Regions from separate parts of the Ovis aries genome. Here region 1 is linked to region 2. Evidence: chromatin contacts called from public Hi-C data. All regions are on one chromosome and are shown on one strand. Each heading gives the region's core, a stretch centred on a gene start, on an enhancer-like site or on the middle of the called end of the contact. The rest is flanking DNA. Distances are from core to core; before and after follow the strand shown.

Region 1 (6,676 bases), core at 336-2,835, 94 kb before region 2:
CCATGGGGTCGCTAAGAGTTGGGCACAACTGAGTGACTTCACTTTCACTTTTTACTTTCATGCATTGGAGAAGGAAATGGCAACCCACTCCAGTGTTCTTGCCTGGAGAATCCCAGGGACGGGGGAGGCTGGTGGGCTGCCGTCTATGGGGGTCGCGCAGAGTTGGACACGACTGAAGCGACTTAGCAGCAGCAGCAGCAGCAATGAAGAAATTGCATCTGAATATGAAGGAAGTAGCATCTGAACTGATCCTCTGAAAGGAAGGAGGATTTTTCCTGGTAAAGATAGAGAAGAAGAATCTTCTGGGCAGAGAAAACTGCATTGGAAAAGATGTAGGTCAGCACAGGGCTCTCTTGGGGAAGAGCTACTTTTCCATGTGGTCTGGGAAGGCACAGGGGTGCAGCGTGTGATACGACTGGAAAGTTATGGGGGACAGCTAAGAGTGAGTGAACAGTTCTGAGCCAGGAGAGAGAGGAGCCAAGGGGTGCTATAGAGGAGGTGGCTGGTGACGGGAGAATAGGCCAGCAAGGAGGCGAAGCCAAGCAAGGAGGACTTTTCAGAAGCTAGCATGAGTGAGAGGGTGGGTTGGGGTCTTCTGGTTTTAAACCTGGTTTTGAACCTGTTTTCACTTGCTACCTCTGTGACCTTAGGAAAATATGACTCTCTTTGGACTTTAGTTTTCTCACTTCTAAAAGGAGAGGGTAGATCCTGACTAACATCTCTCTCCCCCTAACATTCTTTGATTCTGAGGACCTTATTTGCCCTCTGTTGCAAATCTAATTCTGGATGGCTTGAATCCATTGTTCATCCTTCTTTCTAAAATGGTATGGCTCCTTCTGGGATCACAATGTGAAATAAAATGCAGTTGATCTGGCCATGGTTTGGGGCAGAAGTGAGAAAATGAAATTCTTGAATTAGAACTTCATCAAATCTATCTTATTTATAGCTTATTTCAACTCTACCAACTTTTCAAGCATAGCTGATTTGCAACAGAGAAAACTTTATCTTGCTGAGTTTACAACCTCATGGAAGCATGATTGCAGCTCTGAAAATGTGTGGGTTACTAGGGTTATTTCTTATAAACATAAAGGTTAGCTTTAGGGGTAGAGGCCAGATTTCATGACTATAACTGGAAATCTTAGGGAACAGATGAATCATATAATACATCACTTCAACTGGGAATCGACCATGTCCCCTTGTTAGAGTTTATCTCAAAATGTTTTGTGAGATGAGCTGGAGGAACCACAGCCCAAACCATGTATGGGATGGGGTGATTAGATTCCAGCCAGAAGACCAAATATTGCCTTTTGTTCTTTCCTGGGGGTGGGGGTGGGAAGGATATGGAAAACAATGTTCTGGCCACAGAGAAGATTCCAGGGAGTAAAAATGAATCATCCCCAGCAGCCAGGAAACACCAGGAGTTCTCTAAATGGAATGAAGTCCTCCTGTACCTTGGATGGGAGCAGAGGGAGTGAGGGAAACAACAGCTGCTGGGGGAGCCGGAAGCTGGAGAAGGGGACACCGAAGCACGGCTGAAACCGGCAGCCACGCAGAGGAACAAACCAAAAGGGATGTGAGTTTGTGCAGGTTTCCTGTGGGGTCTCTTAGGGAGAGCTACCCTCCATGGTTTCCTTATCAGTTGCTGCTGCCTCTAGTCTCCACCCCCCGCAGGAGCATCTGCATAAAAATGTGGAGACTGTAACCAGCTATTCACGCGTGTCCAAAAGGGCTCTGCGAATTAGGAAGCTGCACGTGCAGCCCACTACACAAAGGACCTCCCACCAGCAGCCTGGGAACGGCAACGGGACCTGCCGCCCTAGGCCAGGGAGGCCCAGGGGTCAACGGACATCTGGAGCCAAGTCTAGGCCCTGGACTGAAGCTTTGGGGGATGTCAGGCACATCCTGCTGCTTGCTGGAGCCTGAGGCGTGGAATTGGGGCTGGATTCTCTCTTGCGTCCTGTGTGCCTTTAATTAACTTCATTAGTTAATTATATCCTAATATCTCTCCATGTATTTAGGTCCTCTTTAGTGTTTCTAAATAAGAGTTTGTTTCTAAACAGAGTTCTGTTTTTTTAAACTTTTTAAAATTAAGGTCATTTTCAAACATACAAACATACAAAGAACATACAAAAAAACAGTATGTTGAACCCGTACCACCTAGCTTTAGTATTTATCAGTATTTTGCCAAATTTCTTTCACTTATGTCTCCTCCACGTCTTTCTCTTCCAGTGTATTAAAGCAAATCCCAACTATATCATCTCAGCTACAAAAACTGGTAAGGTCCCTTTTTCCACATAATAATTCTACTATCATATGTAATAAAATTAATAATTTTTAATATCATATAATCATGGATAAAGACCATCTATTTCTTGTACTACAGGATTCAAACAAGATCCACACAATGCATATTATTTATTTCCTCTGTTTCTAAAAAGTTTTAAAGAGTGTTATTAATGCCTGTACTGGACCTTTGCTGTGCCCCGGCTTTCTCTAGTTGTGGCGAGCAGGGTCTGCTCTTTGTTGCAGTGCATGAGCTTCTCAATTGCAGTGGCTTCGCTTACTGCGGGACACAGGCTCTAGGTTTGTGGGTTTCAGTAGCTGCGCACACAGCCTCAGTATTTGTGGCACGCAGGCTCTAGGGCGCCCAGGCTTCGGTAATTATGGCCTACCGGTTTAGTTGCTCTTCGGCATGTAGAATCTTCTCAGACCAGGGTTCGAACATTGGCAGGCGGACTGTCAACTTCTGGCCCACCAGGGAAGTGCTCCTCTCTCTCTTTTTCAGGGCCATTTATTTGTAGGAGAAATTTGATCAAACATTTGATCACATCTACAGAATTTCATGTTCTATGTTTGGCTGTTGCGTCTTTGTTGTATTTTCCCAAGGATTCCTAGTTTCTTTTCACTGGGAAATGGTATTTGGAGACCACCGTATGGGCATAAGAGATAGTCTTTGCTACTGAATTATCACTGTTTTGTGGATTTTTCAGAGTAAAGAGTGAGAACGTTTACACATTTGAAAATGAGAGAAACTTGAATTCTTACTGATATTTCCAATTTAAATTTAAGATTGCATGGTTTTTCCTAACTGACTTATATCTGTATATTACTTCTCCCTTGCTGATCAGTTTGATTTCTGTGATATTATTAGTACCATCATTACTTATTAGCTTTAGTTTGAAAAGAACACATTTAATGCAGGTTAAGATTTCTTTGTAATAAATCCATGGGGGTAATATTATCTCTTGTGTCTCTGAGGATGTTAAGTATAATGTTTTTTACATTGATATATTTCAAATTACTTTTATTGTTTCTGTTTTCAGTGTTCAGATTTTCTTAAATATCTGGTGAACCTTGGCTGTTGACTCAAAAGTAAGAGATGCTGAAGCATCAGTATTACTAATAACATAAGATTACTAAGAGTATAAAACCAACAGAGTTAAGTAAAAATCCCATAATCTCATATTTGAATAGGAAATATCAGTATAAACTCATTTTTTGTCTCTTAAATTAAAAAAAACATATTTCATTGCTCTGACTGTTGAAAAGACCTAGAAACAATGAATTTAGTAGTAATAAGCACAACAGGCATTCACATTATGGTCTCTGAATACCATTCCCTACTAAGAGAAACCAGAAATCTTTGGGGAAATGCCTGATTCCAAGTTTGCCCTGTGCTGTGCTTAGTCACTCAGTTGTGCCTGACTCTTCACAGATTCTAAGTTTAGGGCAGGACTTAAAAAGTGAGTCTAAGTCAAAGAAGAAATGAGGAAATCTTCAAAACAAATAGTCAGATCGAAACCATGTAAAAGCCATTCTTAAGAGGCTCCCACTGGCCAAAGATGGGGCAACTTGTACATGAAAAAAATAGTGAGGAAATCTTTCAAAACAAATAGTCAAATCGAAACCATGTAAAAGCCATTCTTAAGAGGCTCCCACTGGCCAAAGATGGGGCAATTTGTACATGAAAAAAATTAGAACACATCAGGTAATGAAAAATTAATGAATTTATGCAGGTCAGGAAGCAACAGTTAGAACTGGCCTTGGAACAACAGACTGGTTCCAAATAGGAGAAGGAGTACGTCAAGGCAGTATATTGTCACCCTGCTTATTTAACTTATATGCAGAGTACATCATGAGAAACGCTGGACTGGAAGAAGCACAAGCTGGAATCAAGATTGCCGGGAGAAATCTCAATAACCTCAGATATGCAGATGACACCACCCTTATGGCAGAAAGTGAAGAGGAACTAAAAGCCTCTTGATGAACGTGAAAGAGGAGAGTGAAAAAATTGGCTTAAAGCTCAACATTCAGAAAACTAAGATCATGGCATCCAGTCCCATCACTTCATGGCAAATAGATGGGGAAACAGTGGAAACAGTGGCAGACTTTATTTTGGGGGCTCCAAAATCACTGCAGATGGTGACTGTAGCCCTGAAATTAAAAGATGCTTACTCTTTGGAGGGAAGTTATAACCAACGTAGACAGCATATTAAAAAGCAGAGACATTACTTTGTCAACAAAAGTCTGTCTAGTCAAGGCTATGGTTTTTCCAGTAGTCATGTATGGATGTGAGAGTTGGACTATAAAGAAAGCTGAGCACTGAAAAATTGATGCTTCTGAACTGTGGTGTTGGAGAAGACTCTTGAGAGTCCCTTGGACTGCAAGGAGGTCCAACCAGTCTATCCTAAAGGAAATCGTTCCTGAATATTCATTGGAAGGACTGATGTTGAAGCTGAAACTCCACTACTTTGGCCACCTGATGCAAAGAGCTGACTCATTTGAAAAGACCCTGATGCTGGGAGGGATTGGGGGCAGGAGGAGAAGGGGACAACAGAGGATGAGATAGTTGGATGGCATCACTGACTCAATGGACATGAGTTTGGGTAAACTCTGGGAGTCGGTGATGGACAGGGAGGCCTGGCATGCTGCGATTCATGGCATCACAAAGAGTCGGATATTACTGAACGACCGAACTGAACTGAACTGATAATGATTTAAAAAAATGTCTTTGGTCGTTTTCGGAGGTCACTAGGGCACCAGATCATCACTCAAAAATGTATTCAGTTCAACTCAGTTGCTCAGTCGTGTCTGACTCTGTGATCCAATGGACTGCCATCCAACCATCTCATCCTCCATCATCCCCTTCTGCTGCCTTCAATCTTTCTCAGCATCAGGGTCTTTCCCAAAGAGTCAGTTCTATGCATCAGGTGGCCAAAGTATTGGAGTTTCAGCTTCAACATCAGTCCTTCCAATGAATATTCAGGACTGATTTCCTTTAGGATTGACTGGTTGGATCTCCTTGCAGTCCAAGGGACTCTCAAGAATCTTCTTCAACACCACAATTCAGAAACATCAGTTCTTTGGCACTCAACTTTATTTACGGAGAAGGTGATGGCACCCCACTCCAGTACTCTTGCCTGGAAAATCCCATGGACAGAGGAGCCTGGTAGGCTGCGGTCCATGGGGTCACAAAGAGTCAGACACGACTGAGCGACTTCCCTTTCACTTTTCACTTTCATGCATTGGAGAAGGAAATGGCAACCCACTCCAGTGTTCTTGCCTGGAGAATCCCAGGGACGGGGAAGCCTGGTGGGCTGCCGTCTATGGAGTCACCCAGAGTCGGACATGACTGAAGTGACTTAGCAGCAGCAGCAGCAACTTTATTTATAGTCCAACTCTCACATCCATATATGACTACTGGAAAAACCACAGCTTTGACTAGACTACCTTTGTTGGCAAAGTAATGTCTGCTTTTTAATATACTGTCTACGTTGGTCATAACTTTCCTTCCAAGGAGTAAGTGTCTTTTAATTTCATGGTTGCTGTTACCATCTGCAGTGACTTTGGTGCCCACAAAAATAGTCTGCCACTGTTTCCACTGTTTCCCCATCTATTTGCCATGAAGTGATGGGACCAGATGCCATGATCTTGGTTTTCTGAATTTTGATGTTAAGCCAACTTTTTACTCTTCTTTCAATTTCATCAAGAGGCTCTTTAGTTCTTCTTCACATTCTGCCATAAGAGTGGTATCATCTGCATATCTGAGGTTGTTGATATTTCTCCCGGCAATCTTGATTCCAGCTTGTGCTTCATCCAGCCCAACATTTCACATGATGTACTCTGCATATAAGTTAAATAAGCAGCATGACAATATACAGCCTTGACATACACCTTTCCCAATTTGGAACCAGTCTGTTGTTCCATCCAGTTCTCATTATTGCTTCTTGAAATATAAAAATGTATTAAAAAGGGAAATATCAAGGATTTTATTCTGCCTTTCCTGTATGAACTATATTTCATGATAACCAAATTATTGATGAGGGAAGGTTCTTTATGGAATAATTCAACCAGTGAATGCAGAAGGAATGATGGAATTATAAAATCATCATTTTGCAACTCCAAATAAAACAATGGATCTAGACAACAATTATTTTTGCTAAAACAGTTAAGTTAAAAGTCAATGAAGAGGGACTTCCCTCATGGTCCAGTGGTTAAGACTGTGCTCCCAATGCAGGATACACAGGTTCCATCCCTGATCAGGGAAATAGATCCTCCACATGGCAACAAAGATCCCACATACTATAGCTGAGACCAGGCACAGCCAAAAAAAAAAAGAAAAGTCAATGAAGAACTTCATAATGGAAATATTGGATTGCTATCACCTGAATCTACC
Region 2 (7,303 bases), core at 4,008-6,507:
TTGATCCTTAGGTATTTCTATTTCTTTGAGTTTTTTGACATTGATTTACCAGGGTTTGTGAATTAGTTAATTGAATAATCCATGTGACTAAACAGCGAAATGTTTCTAACGTTCTGTAGTGTAAAATAATTAGGATGTGGACTGATTATAGTGTACTGGTTTTCTGACATGACGTGGATATTCAGAGCATGGGCTTTGGTGTTATTACTGAATTCAAGTCCAAACTCTGCCAATTATTATTGTGCAACCTTAAGAAGATTAGGTAACCTCTCTAAACCTGTTTTCTCCTCTGAAAAATCAGGCATATCACTGCCCCTACCTTGCAAGTTGTGTTGAAGAATGTTAAGCACTTGGCATGTAATTAGCTCTTAAATAAAAAGGACTCATTATTATTTAGGTGTTTGGCAGAAATGTTTAAGCATATGTTTTCTTGAGTTTGTTAAAAGTGTGTGTGTGCTTGCGTTCAGTAGGTAAGTCATGTCCAACTCTTTGTGTCCCCATGGAGTGTAGCCCATGAGGCTCCTCTGTCCATGGAATTCTCCAGACAAGAATACTGGATTGGGTTGCCATTTCCTTCTCCAGGGGATCTTCTCAACCTAGGGATTGAACCCATGTCTTCTGCACTGGCAGGAGTCTTCTTTACCACTGAGTCATCAGGGAGTATTAGTTGCTCAGCTGTGTCCGACTCTTTGCCATCCCATGGATTGTAGCCTGCCAAGCCCCTCTGTCCATGGAATTCTCCAAGCAAAAATACTGGAGTGGGTAGCCATACCCTTCTCCAAGGGATCTTCTCAACCCAGGAATTGAACACCAGGTCGCCCATGTTGTGGGCAGATCCTTTTCCATCTGAGCTAGCAGGGAAGCCCTTGTTCCCTAGGTGTTTTCATATAGCCATTTAGATAAAACAAGTAGTACAGAATTCTGCTTTGAGTGTCCGGCAGTAGGCATATGGCCTTTGAAACCCATTGTTTAATAAGAGATTGTTTGCATCAAAATTCCAATATAATGCTTTTCAGTTATCGTGTAAGTCTGGTTTTGTTTGGTTTCCTGCCAGTGAAAACTTAATCTGATCTGAATAGTCTTTCAGTTTTCAAATAAATTGCTCACCTTTGTAAGAAGGTGGTGGGTGGACACGTATGCTACAATATCTTTTTTCCTTTCTATTTAGACACAGCAACCTGGGCATTCCTGGAGTGTGGGCTTTTCACATAGGCAGCACTTCCCCGTTGGACAACGTCAGGCCAGCGACCGTTGGAGGAGTCCTTTCCAAAGCCCATCCTTGGGCCCCTCTGGGACAGTCCTTCAGCCATGCCGTGGCCCTGGAGGATGACTACACTCAGGACACTTTGGATGAATATGATGAGAATGAGGAGGAAATTGAATACCCGCCTAGTGAGCCAGCGGAGGCATCAAATGGCCACAGCACAATCGATGTTTCTTTAGGAGGTAGGATCTCTGCTCCAGATTCTGACCTGGCCTCCCCTGTGCCACGTTCAGCATCTCGGGGTGGGCCTGAAACAGAAGCTTCCCCCTTGGACCCTCACACCGAAGAGAGGAGACCTCAGGGGGAGACCAATGCCCCGGATTTAAAACAGCGAGTCGAGTCTTCTCAACAGCCAGGGACCAGAGTCCCTGCTCCTCCAGAGACTGAAGGAGAGTCACCTGCTCCTCCCGGGGAAGCCCCGCCGCCCTCCCTAGAGGGAGGAGCTGGGCCAGCGGACCAGGATGCTCTTCCAGCCCATCCCGGAGGAGAGGCGGCCCTTCCCAACTACCCTGGGCCTGACCACGCCCCGCACCTGGGTCACCGGAGGCAAGTGGTCGGGGTGGAGGACGACATCAGCTCCAACACTGAGGGTAAGTGGATTTGAACCGTGGGTGCTAAGAATTCATTGAAAAAAAAAAAAATGCTGGTCTTGCAGAGACTCATGAATTTTCTTTCAAGCGTGTAGATGAAGAGTTTAGCAAAAAGAAGCTGGGGACTTATTTTTAAAACCCAAGTATCTTTTCGTTGCCAAAGAAATCTTGGCAGGCAAATTCTGTTTGGAATCTGTTGACCATTAATAATATTTTTTTTAAAAAAAGGGGCTTCTTGAAGCACGTGGGGAAAAACTGGGGGTTGCTCGTGCCAGCTACGCTCTCAAGTGGAATGAAGTATTTTAGTCTGAAAGTTCAACAAAGGTAAAGCGTTTTTGAGGCCTCACACATATTATGGTGATAGAGGGCTTCGGGCTTTAGTTTCAAGTGATGAGTTGTTCTGGCTGGGATGAACATTCCAGATTCTTCTTCCGTAATGGGATGACCTCAGTGCTCCCCTCAGTTAGGGACATGGTGGTGGAGTGTGTGGGAGAGGGGACCCCTGGGGAGAAAACTTCGAACCACCTGTGTCTTGTCATTTCTGGTTCACGGCTGTGCAGCTGTGCTATTCAGCTCCCTGGAGCCTTGTCCTCATTTCATGACTCACTGACCAGAGTGAGGGGCCAGCAGAGAAATGCCCAGGGGAGGCCTCGGTTAATTAATATAGACACGGAGCCCATGTCGCCTTCTCTTGAAGGCGAGACTTGTCAGGTCAGCTTTATGTGAACACCTGAATGGGAAACTGGCCACAGATTTATCCCATTTGTTCCAGGGACTGCTCATCTGACCTCTGACAGGAGGGAAGAGGTCAGAGGTGAAAGCATTCTTTAGAACCTTTGTGTTTTTTCTTCACCTTTCCTGTTTCCCATACTTTTTACGGTAAAACAGGTTGACCTAGCAAAAGGTCTTTCAGGTGGTTCTGCAGTGGCCCCTGACCTGCAGGAATTTGCTTGAAGAAGCGCTTCTTTTGCGAGGTGGGGGGATGAAACTATTTCGTGACTGTGGTGACGCTGGGTAATGATGACAAGGAGAACATTGGTGTCAGACTTAGGGTTGAATCTTGGCTGTCATGCTGGCTTCATGTAACCCCAAACCTCTAGTTTCTCCTAAATTTGTTGAGAGGATTGAAAGAGATAATGAAGGTCTTAGGTTAGTGTCTGTACTAGTTAGATCTTAATAAGTGGTGGCTGCTTTTACTAATTATAGAGGATTTAAAGCAGTGGGAATGGGGGTGGGGTGGTAGAGAAGGAAGAGTGGGCTTGTTAAGTACTTGTGCTTTAATTTGTGCCTAAGGACTGCCTTTCTCTCAAGAGAGAGATGCAAATTTTATGGGGAGGCTTCAGAACCTTCACACCTTTTTAGTCTAGTCTCCTGAATTTTCAGCATAAGTGACATATATCTAAAGAAAATATAAAGCCAAGTATCAAAGACTTGTTTTTTTCTTTTTTTAAAAAAATATTTATTTTTAACTGGACGATAATTGCTTACAATATTGTGTTGGTTTCTGTTGACCAAAGAGATTTTGAGGTAAAGATATGCTCCAAAGTGGTCTTTTCATTTGTGGGTTGTGACTTCCTGCCCTGAGAAGAGCTTGGAATATTAGAAAGCAGATCCCTAGAGTGATTTGTTAAAGGGTTAAGAACGGGCTGCACGCCCTGTTTTGAGCTGTGAGGGGCTGAGAGAAGCGGCGTAACTGTAGGAGGCCAAGGGAACTGGCCATAGAGAACAGAGGCAGCAGCCATAACTCTCGTGGGGCATGAACTATGATATTTACCAGCTGCTAGATAACGCCTACCCCTGACATCTCGGAAATGGCAACATGCGTTTGAAACATCTGGGTAATACAATGAGACATTTAGGGGGAAAAATCTATACGTTTTTGAACTTTGGAAAAAGAAAAATCAGCCACCATATTAGCAGAGAGAGAAAGCTTTAAAACTTGAAAGCAGAAATGAAAAATAGTTGAACCTCTGATTTCATCTCAGGCTTTAGGAAGACTCAGTATCCTCGGGGAACTTATTCCAGGACCCCCTCTTCCCATGCAGAAACCAAAATCTGTATGCTCAAGGCCCTCAGTCAGCCCTTCGGATCCCCGGTTCTACAACCTCAGCTCCCCCAGCTGTGGGTTCCTAAAACCGTGGATCTTAAACACAGCACAGAATCCTCAGCTTCTTGAATATGCAGTTGCTGAACTTGTGGACACCAGAGGGCTGACTGTATAGAACCATGCAGTTATTAATTACTTGGTTTTTCTTGGTAGTGAAGTTTGTTTTTTCAAACAAAACATTAGCATCCCCCAAGTCTATCAGGCAAAAGTGGACTCCCTCTGGGAAAGTTAGTGGATGGGGTGGGCAAGACTCACGTTGAACACTGCCTGCTAAAATGCCAGCCTTGAGCCACGTTGCCAGCTTTTTCTAATGATGGAGTGGAGGAGTGTGGATTTTGGTTTTCAATGGACTTGAGTTTGATTTCCAGCTCTGTTATGTGGTTTAGGATAAGACATTTGCTCTGTTGGAGTCTCATTTTCTTCAGCTGTGAAGCAGAGATAATGTGTGTGTGCTGTGTGTACTACGTTGCTTCAGTTGTGTCTAGCTCTTTGCGACCCTGTGGACTGTGGCCCAGTTCTGTGCGTGGGATTCTCCAGGCAGGAATACTGGAGTGGGTTGCTGTGCCCTTCTCCAGGGGATCTTTCCAACTCAGGGGTCGAACCTAAGTCTAATATCGCCTGCATTGGCAGGCAGGTTCTTTACCACTAGCGCCGCCTGGGACCTCATCGAAGAGTTGCAAGAATTAAAATTGGGCATGGAAGCACCAGGCCCAGTAGATTTTACTTTCGCCTTTAAGTTTCATAGTGGTTAACTTGCTAAACCAAGAAATTAAATAGATTTCCCTTCTCTTTAGTCCCTAAGGAAAAAAAAAATTTTATTTTTATAGAGTTTTTGTTGAGAAATCTAGATTCTTTTTAGATCATGTCCACACCAGGCAAGAATGTCCCAATTTCACTCTAGTTCTAGCCTCAAGCTTATTGTTTTCTTTATCTTTTTGTAGACCATAAAACTAGCAGTAAATTGGCTGCACAAACTTTCTCTGTTTCAGGGGTATTGTTTCTCCAAGCAACTCTGGAAACTTGTTGTCAAACCAAAAATTACCTGACCCTCCTCTGATCAGGGCACTAGTGGAAGTCTTCACTCATATTTATTGGGTGTCCACTTGGACTCTGAGCGGGAACTTTGCTTGGATGCCACTAGCGCAGTTAATCCTCAGAATTGCCCTGCACAGTAGATCCTTCCCACAGTGCAGAGAAGGAGACGGAAGCCTGAAGTACTGAATGATTTGTTGGGGTAAGAGGCAGGCCAGGACTGCAGCAGAGCCATGGAAGGTTAGAGCAAGCACCATGCAGGGCAGATCCACCTGTGGTGTGTCAGGGACGTCTTCCTGGAGAAGGAGGACTTGAGCCAGGTCTTGAGGTCAAGGCCTCAGTTTTGGGAGAGAGAAACTGGGGCATATTCTGGACAGAGGAGTGACAAGAGTGGAGGTTATAAGGTGGAAATGGGGAGAGAGAGGAGAGTTATAGAGGGTAGGTGTAAGAGGCAGCTGCCAGCAAGGCTTTTGCTGCCTGGAGCCAGTATTGTGGGCAGCAGGGACGAGCTTGATTCACAGGGGCCATAGAGATTCTTAAGATTCTGAAACCTACCTGCCCAGGTGGTGCAATGAGGAGCTTAATTTGACCTCAGTCTGCATGATGAATTGGAAAGGCGACACCTGGCTTTCAGCACCCTCAGGCGTTCTCACTCTGGCCTGCGATCCTGTTGATTGTACTTGGATGGCAGTCATGCAGGGAAGGCCCAAGATGTGAATAGGGTTTCCCTGTGGCTTCTGGCCTTGGGAAAGGCCTTAGGGATGTGTCTCAAGTAGCTTCTACCCTGGGATGAACTCAAACAGGCTCTGCTGCCCAACCCAGCCTTCCAGACACAAAAGCCCCTCTCCAGGGGTGGGGGGCACCCCCAGGTTGCTAAGGGAATGTGAACAAGAGGGTCGCCCATACCGCTGAAGACACCTTAAGGGAGAGCCTTCGAGGGTCAGATGTAACCCTCCCCTCAACAAAAAACAGGGTCCTAATACCTGTTTGCCCAGCCAGCTTCACTATGTACCATACATATACACCAAAAACAAATGAACACTGGAGGGAAAAGCCTGCTACTGTTTTTCATTATAAAGCTGGATGTGGTTTTTCTTAATTCGTCTATTATGCTGTGAGGTGGGAAACTTAGAAAAACTCTGTCCTGCAGTGAAAAATGTAGGTTCTTTATCTTGAGGTAGCAGGAAGAGCTGTTAAAGAAAGGTCAGCCCAGTTGCCAGAGGCAGGGCCAGCTCAGGAAAGCCCTTGGTCCCCGTTTGCACGGTGAATCTGGTCTGTACCCTGGAGCCTGCCAGTCTTCCACATGGCTGGGCCAAGGCTGAAGATGAGTGCTTAAAGATCTTTGGAGAAATGAAGACTGAAGGATGGATCAGAATAAGTGCAGAGGACGAGTTTTCCATTTGTGTGAAAATCTCCCAGTTAGGACAAGTCTCAAGTGCCCTGGCAGCGCCTCTCTTTCTTTTTCCTGATATAGCCCCGTGACTCCACCCTCATTTTTTCTTTCCGTTAAGGATAGGAAAAGAGTGAAAAAACATTTAACGAAAAAAAAAAAAAAAAAGAAATGACGTTTTTTAAATCCTCATACGGAGATTCTTTTAGCAATTGTCTAACCTCATTTAACAAAACTGCTGCAAACTGAGCCTATTCAGACCTGGCTGCCCTCCACCCTCCTGTGAGGTCCTAGTTGCCAGCAGACTTGTCCCTCCCTTGTGACAGGAGCCGCCAGGCAGAACGTGGGCCCCCAGAGCGTCTGGAGTGAAGCCTGCCCAGTGGGTAAAATTTGGGAGAGAGGAATCTGTGGGATGAAAGCTAGATTTCTTGAAGTGTGGCTCTAGTCCACTTGTGGCTCTTTCTTTCATGGCCCTGGTTTAAAATGCTGATTCCACACCCCTCCTCCACCTTCTGACCCAGAATCTGCCTGTTTAAGCCAGGTCCCTAGTGATTCTGAAGTCCACTTCAATTGAGTATTGCTGATATGAGGGAAGGAGTGTGGGATTTAGAGCCAGAAGATCACATAGTCTTTGTGGAACAGGAAGAAGTGTGTGAAAACACATTTACAACTGTGAGATAAAGAGGCATAGAAATGACCACTGAGAAAGAAAAGGTACTCACTGCACATCTCATCCATCTGGGATTCAGACACTGATTCCCCACCTCCATGGGGTTCAGCATCCTTGAATCTACCTGCAGTTCCCATAGAAGTTTGAGAAGTACATTGGCCAGAAGTCTGGCTTTTCTTGCCCGGATAAAGACCTGGGTCCTGGGCACCTGGTTTCCTCCATTAAGGATCTTCACGTTCCACACTTGGAG

The links. A called contact is a pair of places that touch in the nucleus more often than the background predicts.
Region 1: a Hi-C map of tail adipose tissue shows a contact between it and region 2, with 5 times the contacts expected there. The contact joins two enhancer-like sites. A contact is called at or near these places in 10 of 16 Hi-C or Micro-C datasets (blood, hypothalamus, liver and 4 more).

The regions. Positions count from the first base shown.
Region 1 is chr7:43,251,345-43,258,020 of ARS-UI_Ramb_v3.0, reverse strand. No RefSeq gene overlaps it. Among named protein-coding and RNA genes, the nearest start is that of NID2, 72 kb to the right of the region's middle. Within about 2 kb of position 1,585, at least 4 of the 54 cell types and tissues checked have an H3K27ac peak or open chromatin away from gene starts, as enhancers often do.
Region 2 is chr7:43,160,400-43,167,702 of ARS-UI_Ramb_v3.0, reverse strand. It overlaps NID2 (nidogen 2), which reads left to right. Exons shown (of 20, transcript XM_004010528.5): 4 at 1,169-1,854. Among named protein-coding and RNA genes, the nearest start is that of NID2, 19 kb to the left of the region's middle. Within about 2 kb of position 5,257, at least 3 of the 54 cell types and tissues checked have an H3K27ac peak or open chromatin away from gene starts, as enhancers often do.